2 separate regions of the Ovis aries genome follow, and region 2 is linked to region 1. Evidence: chromatin contacts called from public Hi-C data. All regions are on one chromosome and are shown on one strand. The core of a region is the stretch at or near the end of the contact, and the rest is flanking DNA. Distances in the headings are between cores, read along the strand shown.

The links. Hi-C and Micro-C count contacts between places; a contact is called where the count stands out from the background.
Region 2: a contact with region 1 is called in a Hi-C map of liver, with 4 times the contacts expected there. The contact joins the promoter of CHN2 here to the enhancer-like site in region 1. A contact is called at or near these places in 6 of 16 Hi-C or Micro-C datasets (hypothalamus, liver, omental adipose tissue and 2 more).

What each region holds. Positions count from the first base shown.
Region 1 is chr4:68,370,522-68,375,008 of ARS-UI_Ramb_v3.0, forward strand. The region is part of intron 1 of CHN2 (chimerin 2); the gene reads right to left. Among named protein-coding and RNA genes, the nearest start is that of CHN2, 140 kb to the right of the region's middle. Within about 2 kb of position 2,425, at least 6 of the 54 cell types and tissues checked have an H3K27ac peak or open chromatin away from gene starts, as enhancers often do. A contact at or near this core is called in liver, where this site is marked.
Region 2 is chr4:68,514,569-68,519,055 of ARS-UI_Ramb_v3.0, forward strand. It overlaps CHN2 (chimerin 2), which reads right to left and starts at 2,661. Exons shown (of 13, transcript XM_004007934.5): 1 at 2,446-2,661. The coding sequence starts at 2,494.

The DNA of each region.
Region 1 (4,487 bases), core at 1,175-3,674:
AGAGGAATGTCTTCCTGGCTTTCCTCCAGAAGCCCTTTTGGGCATTCATTTACTCATCCAACAAATATTTACCTAAAGCTTACAGACTACTTGGCACAAAATATTACACTAGGCACTGATGGAGCTATAAAGGCTGGATACAGAATCTAATCACAAGGAATCAATTAGGAGATGAAATGAAGACATCAGCTCATTCACTCATTCAACAAGCACTGCCTGCTGGGCTTCAGACTCCTGGTCACACACGCATGCAACCGAGACATAAGGTAGAAACGGGTATGTCATATAGAAAGGGTAGACTGAAAGGTGCTGTTACAATGGAGAGGAGAGAGAGGCTATTTTACTCAGTTACTTCTCTTTTTTCAGTAGAAGATGGCTTTTTAAAATCTTTTCTTGGGATTCCCTGGTAGTCCTGTGGTTAGGACTTAGCATTTTCACTGTAATATAGTTGATGTACAATATTATATAAGTTACAGGTATACAACATAAAATTGTACATTTTTAAAGGCTATAATTCATCTATAGTTCTTATAGCTATAGCTATAAACTGGCTATATTCCCTTTGTTGTACAACATATCCTTATAGCTTATTTTTATACATAATAGTTCGCACCTCTTAATCCTCTACCCCTATCTTGCCCTTCCCCCATTCCCTCTCCCACTACTCAGTTATTTCTTGACCTGAAGGAGATGTCTTCTTCCTTAGAGAAGACAACTTAGGGATGCCTTCAGCCAGCCCTCCACTCTTGCCATTCAGAAAAGCCATTTTCTTCTCCTATTATAATAATACCTTCCCTGTATGTCTTGGGGCTTCCCTAATAGCTCAGTTTGTAAAGAATCTGCCTGCAGTGCAAGAGACCCCAGTTCAATTCCTGGGTCGGGAAGATCCCCTGGAGAAGGGATCAGCTACCCACTCCAATATTCTTGGGCTTCCCTTGTGGCTCAGCTGGTAAAGAATCTGCCTGCAATGCAGGAGACCTGGGTTCGATCCCTGGGTTGGGAAGATCCCTGGAGATGGGAAGGGCTACTCACTCCAGTATTCTGGCCTGGAGAATTCCATGGACAGAGTCCATGGGGTCGCAAAGAATTGGACACGACTGAGTGACTTTCACTTTCACCTTTCCCTTCATGTGTCTTGAGCTTACTCTGGGTATTTGTGTCTCCTCAGATACACAGTGGTGGTGGTAGTGATAGACTAAATTCTCACGAGAACAGCTCATAAATCACAGCCCTGGAAATGTTGCTACTGGCAAGGAAAGAAAGATTTTGCCCAGATTATATTCAGAGTCAAAAAGAGGAACTTCAGAGGAAGTGGGGTCTTCTACCGAGAGTGGGAAGGAATTTTAAGCACCCGTAGATTCTAGATTTGGGAGTAGGTCGCTTAAATACATCAAATCTAATCTTCACGATTTTCTTGAATCATCTGTCCACATCCAACCGTCTATCCACTCATCTCCTCTATCCACTTATCCATCCATCAATTAACCCATCCTTCCAGCAAATACTTATGTGCCAGGCACTGCACTGCATGATAAAGATACCCATGAGCAAGGCAAACTCAGTCCCTGATTCCAAAGTGCCTTCAGTCCAGCAATGAAAGCAAACAAACATTTTGTAAAAAATAATTTCAATAAACTAGAAAAACTGTTATGATAGACAAAGTGCTATTTAAGGAAGCATATAGAGGGGTCTTGCAAGGTAAGTATTTTTATCTCCTAGTGATGAGGAAACTGAGACTCAAAAAATTAAGTAATTTCCCCCAAAGTCACTCATTTCATGGAAAACAATTCAAATCCTGGTCTGTTTTGTTTCAGAGCCAACTGACTTTTCTCCCCATCACCCTGGTCCCATAGAGGAATCAGCAGTGCAGAAGCGAAAGTGAAAATTTCAGTTCTTTCTTATTTTTCTTCTGCTTCAGTGATGTAACATGGTTTGAACATTGAAGAAAGCAGCATTAGAGAAGCAAGAATGCTTAGGACATTATTCCATTTTCTGCCATTTAAAAAAAAACCTAAAAGAGTGAAATCTTACTAACTGGAATCTCTCCTCTCTCTCCTTTCTCCTCTCCTCCCCTCCCTTCCTCTCTCCTTTCTTCCTGTCTATTCTCCCACCGTCCACCTCTGCTCTTCTGCCTCAAGGGTGCTCTATGTATCAGGTTCTATGGGTGATTCTTCCTCAGTTTCACCATCAATGGAAATATTAAGCCCATGCCTAGACCCAGCTTATTAGCAACCAGTCTGGCAACAAATGGGCCCTCTGGTTTAACACCGCCACTCTTCATGACTGGTTCAGTTCACACCAATTGGCACGGTTAATATAATTGTAGTAAGTGATGTCAGGAATGGATATGTCAGCAGCCGCCAGCTCTGGCCACGTCTGCCAGGTCATTGTTGGTTTTACAAGCTGAAACAGAATCAACTGCAGTGAAATCTTCCTTTCAGAGGGCCAGTGGCTAGGCAGTCACCTGTGAAGGAGAGAACCAGTCTGGAACATGGAGAATTTAGAGATTTCTCATGATGGGCAGCTCAAAGAAGGGCAGAAAACTATGCTCTTGTTACTGATGGGAGCTTCTCACCCCAGCTCCACTCTCAGCTCACTGGGTGATTTTCCCCTGCCTGCCCAACCCCAACCCAGATGGACAGGGAATGAATGGGCTGGATGCCCAATCTCCTGGTGGGAGGCTCCAGAATTCCTAAAATTATCTGAGTCCTGGAGCAGCTGCAGTCTCCCCACTGCTGAGTATTCTCTGCACAGAGCTGGTCCACGGGGGCCTGGAGGTGAAAAGGCAGCATGCTGACGCCAGTAGCCCTGGTACAGCCGTCCTTCGCCCCATGACGGAACAAGTGAACCCTTCACCCACCATGGAGTAACTGAATAGCCTCACATGTGTGGGGAGAATTAGAGTGAGTGTATGCCGTATGCCCAAATACACAGTGTTGGTGGGGAAGGCTTCCCCACTCCTGTAATGTGAAACGTGCTCAGTAAGTGAACTCCTTCTGGCCTCTATCAGGGCCTATGTTGTGTCCTGGGGGAGATGGATGCCATTTGTCTCCGGGCTTTGTGCCAGCTCCTGGGAGCACTTCACCTGGAGGTGAACGGCTGCCTTCTGCAGTACCTGGGGGATAGGTAAGCCTACGTAATTCTGGGGTTCAATAATGTGCAAGTCCACCGAGCCAGCCACCCTCCAGCCTGCCCTTAGTAACATAGCTGACACTTCAGCCTCTGCCTGCTTTACTTTGCTCGGCTTCTGTTTGTTTAGAACTGCTAAATACTGGGGATTCCCCCAGCAGAAGGAGGCCTCCATTTTCTTAATGAGCAGATCCTCTTCAAAAAGTTTTTGAATATATAAAATTAGACATATCAATGAATTTATCAGATATCTACTGTCTGCTACGCTTAGTCACTCAGTCGTGTCTGACTCTTTCTGACTCCATGGACTTATTCTTTACCAACTGAGCTATCAGGGAAACCCTCATGGAGTCATTAGCCCGCCAGATTCCTCTGTCTATGGGGATTCTACTACTACTATTTAATTCATTAATTCAGTTAGACACATGTACTTAAAACCAAGTATAACGTAATACACCGATTAAGAGATAGTGCTTTCATCTACTCATATTTCATTGGATAACTTTATGTAATCTCTCTATTTAATCTCTCTATGAATTACTTTGTCGCTCAGTCATGTCTGACTCTTTCTGACCCCATGGACTATACAGTCTATGGAGTTCTCCAGCCAGAATACTGGAGTGAGTAGTCTTTCCCTTCTCCAGGGGAATCTTCCTAAAACAGGGACTGAACCCAGGTCTCCTGCATTGCAGGCAGATTCTTTACCAGCTGAGCCACAAGGGAAGCCCAACAATACTGGAGTGGGTAACCTATCCCTTCTCCAGTAGATCTTCCTGACCCAGGAATAGAACTGCATTGCAGGCGGATTCATTACCAACTGAACTATCAGGGAAGCCCACTCTTTATGTATAACTTTGGCACTTTTGATTCATCTAAGACATTTTTTTCCTAAAGTGCATCATATTCTTCCTTAGTCTTTGCGGAGAAAAAAAGCAAAGATCCATGTGATACAATGTGGCTGCTGGATATCTTCTCCAGCCCCCACCACAAAATCACAACTCATGAGAACAGCTGGCTGTTCATTCATCCTATAAGTGGTCTCTACAACATAATGACTGGCTATGTTATTTTTTCAAGCGATTTTTAAAAAGCCTGTTTATGAAAACTATGAAGGTGCTAAGGAATAAGGTGGCTGATGTGAAAAGCTCTCTAAGATGTTAAGTTTTAAAAGGGAGGCACAGCCAGCCCATTGTTTGCAGAGCACAGAATAGCTCTGGAAGATTCTGCCGGGGTTAAAGTTGTCTGAGGAGGAGGAGAGCTGGGGACTGCGGGTCAGAAGATATGGGAGACTTTGGCCATTAAGTAACCTCTTTAAGAAGGCAAAACTATCATCAATTAAGGTAATTTCAGGTTGACTG
Region 2 (4,487 bases), core at 1,411-3,910, 140 kb after region 1:
CATAGTCTGCCTGGCTCCTCTGTCCATGGAATTCTCCAGGCAAGAATACTGGAGTGGGTTTCCATTTCCTTCTCCAGGAGATCTTCCTGACAAAGGACTGAACCTGGGTTTCCTCCGTGGCAGGCAGATTCTCTACCTTCTGAGCCACCAGGGAAGCTCTAAAGAATCCTTGAATTATTTTCAACACTTAACCTCCTTGAAGCTGAGGCTGAGGCCAACCTGAGGTCTGGCACATAGTAGGTCCACCTACTATAGAAAAAACGGTGATTAATAGACTGATGAAGTGCCCTCTATTCTCAGACTCTGACCTTTGCCTGAGAACCCAGCTGCCATCACAAACAAGCTCTATTATTTCCTGCCCAACACTTCTCACAGGTGTGAATTGCTTGTGTTTTCTGAATTATTCATGATCCACATGATGGTAAGTGTGCTTAAAAAGAGAATTCTGGTTCTCATATTTTTCAAGACACAGTACCTGATTAATTGGTGAGTTAGCCAATATAAGTTCATGGGCTAGACTGATTCATGGTAAACAACATATCCCGGACCACTTTGTGAATCTCAGCTTTCCTGTTATCTCTCAGTTTTCATTAGGATTTAAAACAGTGGTAACTAAAGCAAAAAATAGAACCTTCACACGCATCTCTATCCTATCTACAAAGCAGTTAACGTCATTTAAAGCTTATACTGTGCTGCTTCAAACCCATGTATTCTTCCTAAGGCTCCTTAAGCTTAAGGAGATATTTCATCAAGATCTGAAAATTCGGATGCCACAGCACCTGTAATTCATACACCAGTAAATCACATGATAAAACCACTTTACTGTCCTTCCTCTTGTCTTCTTTCCCTTCATTCCCACTCTCCCACCAGTTCATCTTGTGGGCCATTTTCAAAGAGGGGTAACCATATGGTAACCATAAGCCAACAGCACTGTATTTTAAATTCAATGTTAGTCAACCAAAATGAATTGAAAAGCAGCATCAGTGGTTTGAGGGTACTAAAAATAAGCTGTAGCATTTGCTGAGTTCTCAGAATTAAAAACCACAGGCGGTCGGTCAACTTGTTGCTGCTCTTAATAAGATATGACTGTTCTGCCCCATTGGCTGCTACTACCAGAAACTTCGACTACCTTGTACACGTAACAACACTGCGCTTTTCATCAGTTGATAATGATCAAAAAAGGAAGTGCCATTTCACTGGAACTAAAACCTGCCAAAAAAGATAATAGATGACTTTCAAGTAATCACCTTGTTCCATGTCACAACTGCACCTTAGTCAAAGCACCTTGCATTCATGATTTAATTAGTCACACATCTAGAGATAGGGTTCCTTATTGCCTGGCTTGCTGTCCAATGCCTCCAATAGAACGTTTCTTTCTCTGAGTTTAATTTTTGGAGTAATAATTTAAAGTGGACACACAATAGAAATTAATACAATATTGATATATTGAGTATTTCCATTAGGACTTCAAGACCTTCTTGACCCTTGAATACTGTAAACTACAGTAAATGTCTTGTCAGCTATCCCTTTAGGGTTTGTCATTAAAGTTTTCAATGACCAGAGCGGTAGAAGCATTCTACCTAATGCATCATCCTGATTAGAAACCTGTCATACTCAGAATCCAGAGGGTCTGCTGCTATTGATTCCTCTCCTTCAGATTCATTAGCGATTTCTTCTCTTCAATTAGACCCGCTGATCAACCATAGAAAAGCTGAAAGAAGCCCTTCCTTTGCTCAGCCACACTTGAAAGAAAAAAAAAAAATGTATGCCGGGAAAGTAAAATTACCAAATGTATTCTAAGAGGCCACAGAGGGAAATCACATACACACATACATACGCACACTTGAAACTGGGCAAGTGGTCAGAGGCTGGGCTTGACCGCCGGTCTCTTAACTTCAACCCTAACCAGAATGACAGAATCCCTGAATTATCCCTATCTCAAGCTCATACACCAAGCGTGCGTCTACACGGAGCTAATTTCTGAAACAAACAAAGAAAATGAAGTATGCGAAGAGCGAGGGTTTGCTCCCCCTTGCCTTGAATCTGGGCATCCAGTGGAATGGGCACCGCACAGCCAGAGGGTCCGGGCGCCCAGCGGCACCCTCACCTTCCCCGACCCGCCAGCCCTGGTTCAGTGGCGCTAGAAAGTGCGAGCCCGCCCTGCTCGCCTCGCTTCTTGCCTGCTGCTCCACAAATCCCCAACACCCCTACTTCTGCACACCAAGGGCGCCCCCGCTCTCCCACCTCTGCGCTGTCAGACTCCAGGCGCGAAGGTGCAGTGGGCGCCCAAGGGTGCCGGCCAGCCAAACAAGTGTCACAGCGGCCCTCACTCCGGGAGAGCGGGCAGAACGGCCACAGGTAGGCTCTCTCCATCCCAGAGTGCGGGGCGCGGGCAGGGGACGAGACACCCAGCGGGGCAGCCGCTCCCGATGGGCTGAAACTCACCGGAGGACACCGAGGAGCCGGACAGGCTGGAGTTGCTGGACGCTGCCATCTCCGTGCGCCCCGCGCGACGCTTCTCGCTCAGCCCCGGAGCGGACGCCGCCGCCGCTGCCCTGGCCCGGCCGCTCGCAGCCTCCGCGGCCCCCAGCCCATGGCAAAGTCCAGGGGACGCGCAGAAAGCACCAGCCTCCGGACTCTGCCTGCACTTCCTGCTCCGCCAGATGACGCGCTGCTGCCGCCGCTATTTATTTGTGGTTTCCGTCCCTCTCGGCGCCTTCGCACGCTGTTCTCCGGGTGTCGGGGGGTAGGTGGGAGCCGAGGGAGGCCGAGGGGCGGCCGGAGCGGACAAATCGTGCCTCCAGCCCAGCCCCAGCTGCGGGCCGCGCTTCCCAGCGCGCGGCTGGAACCCGGGCTCGCGGGCGGCCCACAGCCGCTCCACCAGCTCCCCGCACCCTCCCCGTGGGCTCCCTCCTCCCCGGCCGCACTTCAAGCTGCCCGGGCAAAGGCAGCGGGAGACAGACCGACAGAGCGACCTCCCCCTTCTCCCTCCGCCCCAACTCCTCTCGCGCGCACACAAAGGAAGGAGAGGAGACGCGGGAGCTCCGGGGCTGGCTCAGCGGCTGCGAGCTTGACAGCTCCTGCGACGGGGGCTGCAGGAGACGGCTATGGACTGCTGGGCGGGGGTAACACTGGCCCCAGAAGCCGGACCCAGCGGTGCCAGAGAGGCCGCGGGGGGCCGCGGGGCGAGCGTGGCGGCGGTGCGCAGCGCTGCTCCAAGGGTTTGAGGGCGCCCCGAGTGGGGCGCGGGGGAAGGTGGTGGGTCGCGGCGCCCCTGGCCAGACTAAGGAGCAGCGAGACAGCCCGGGTGGGATGCAGAGGATGAAGGCGGGGTCACTAAGGACACGAAGCTAGGGAGAAGGGGGCCTGGGATGCCAGAGAGGCTGTGGAGCGCTCCTTCCACTCCCCTCGAAATTGTCCTTTGTTGCTCTGGAGCCGAGGATCCCTGCCCTGCAAGAAGGTGCGTTTCCTAAAAGACCCTCAAAACACTCCGCAAGCCAGTCGGGCTGCACTTAAGTACCCCAGCCACCGGACTGCTCGACAGGACCACTGGGCTTTTCAGATGGGCCTTCAAAGAAATAGAGACGTCCCAGATATGTCATCAGGCCCACACAAAGCCAGCAGTCAAACAGAAAGGTTCTCAGCCTGTGTCTTGCAAAGGAGCCTCACAAAAGACCTAAGACTTGGCAGCAGGTCCAACTGTGCGCTAAGCAACTGCTTAGGTGTGTGAGAGAAAGAGGCTCCAGCACAAGGTGTGTACCTTACCCCTGTATTTAAAGCTAAATTAATTTCACTGGGAGGAAATATCATGCCAATTTTTTAAAGTCTATTTCACGCTCCCAGCAGGGTAATCAGTTCTTTCATTCCTGAAGCCACAGAAAACTGTGAAATTTGAACAGAAATTGTTAGATCAAAGGAAAAAGCAAACATTAAAGGGATGAACGTACTCTCATTATGTAGCAAAGTGGAAAGTGTTCACATTGGAGTAGTTCAGTGTTTAAAAACACGGTTAAAAGGACAAGGTCAATTTAAAAATGATCAGGAGTGACACAGGAACAGCAGCCAGTCCTAGGGGGTCCGCCTCAACCAAGCACCTAACACACGGTGAATAAATGTTGAATAATCACCATATGCACCCATGTAACATTTTCTAGTTGATTTAAACTATTTTTTTTTTTTGAATGCCCTCCAGGATACCATCCCAGTGTATGTTCCCAATGGGGCTCAATTTTTTTTTTTTCTTATGGACTTCCCTCATGGCTCAGACAGTAAAGAAATCTGCCCACCATGTGGGAGACCCAGGTTCAATCCCTGGGTAGGGAAGATCCCCTGGAGAAGGAAATGACAACCCACTCCAGTATTCTTGCCTGGAGAATCCCATGGACAAAGGATCCTGGTAGGTTACAGTCCATGAGGTTGCAAAGAGTCGGACACAACTGAGCAACCAACACTAACAGAATACCATCCCAGTGACATTCCCATTAAGG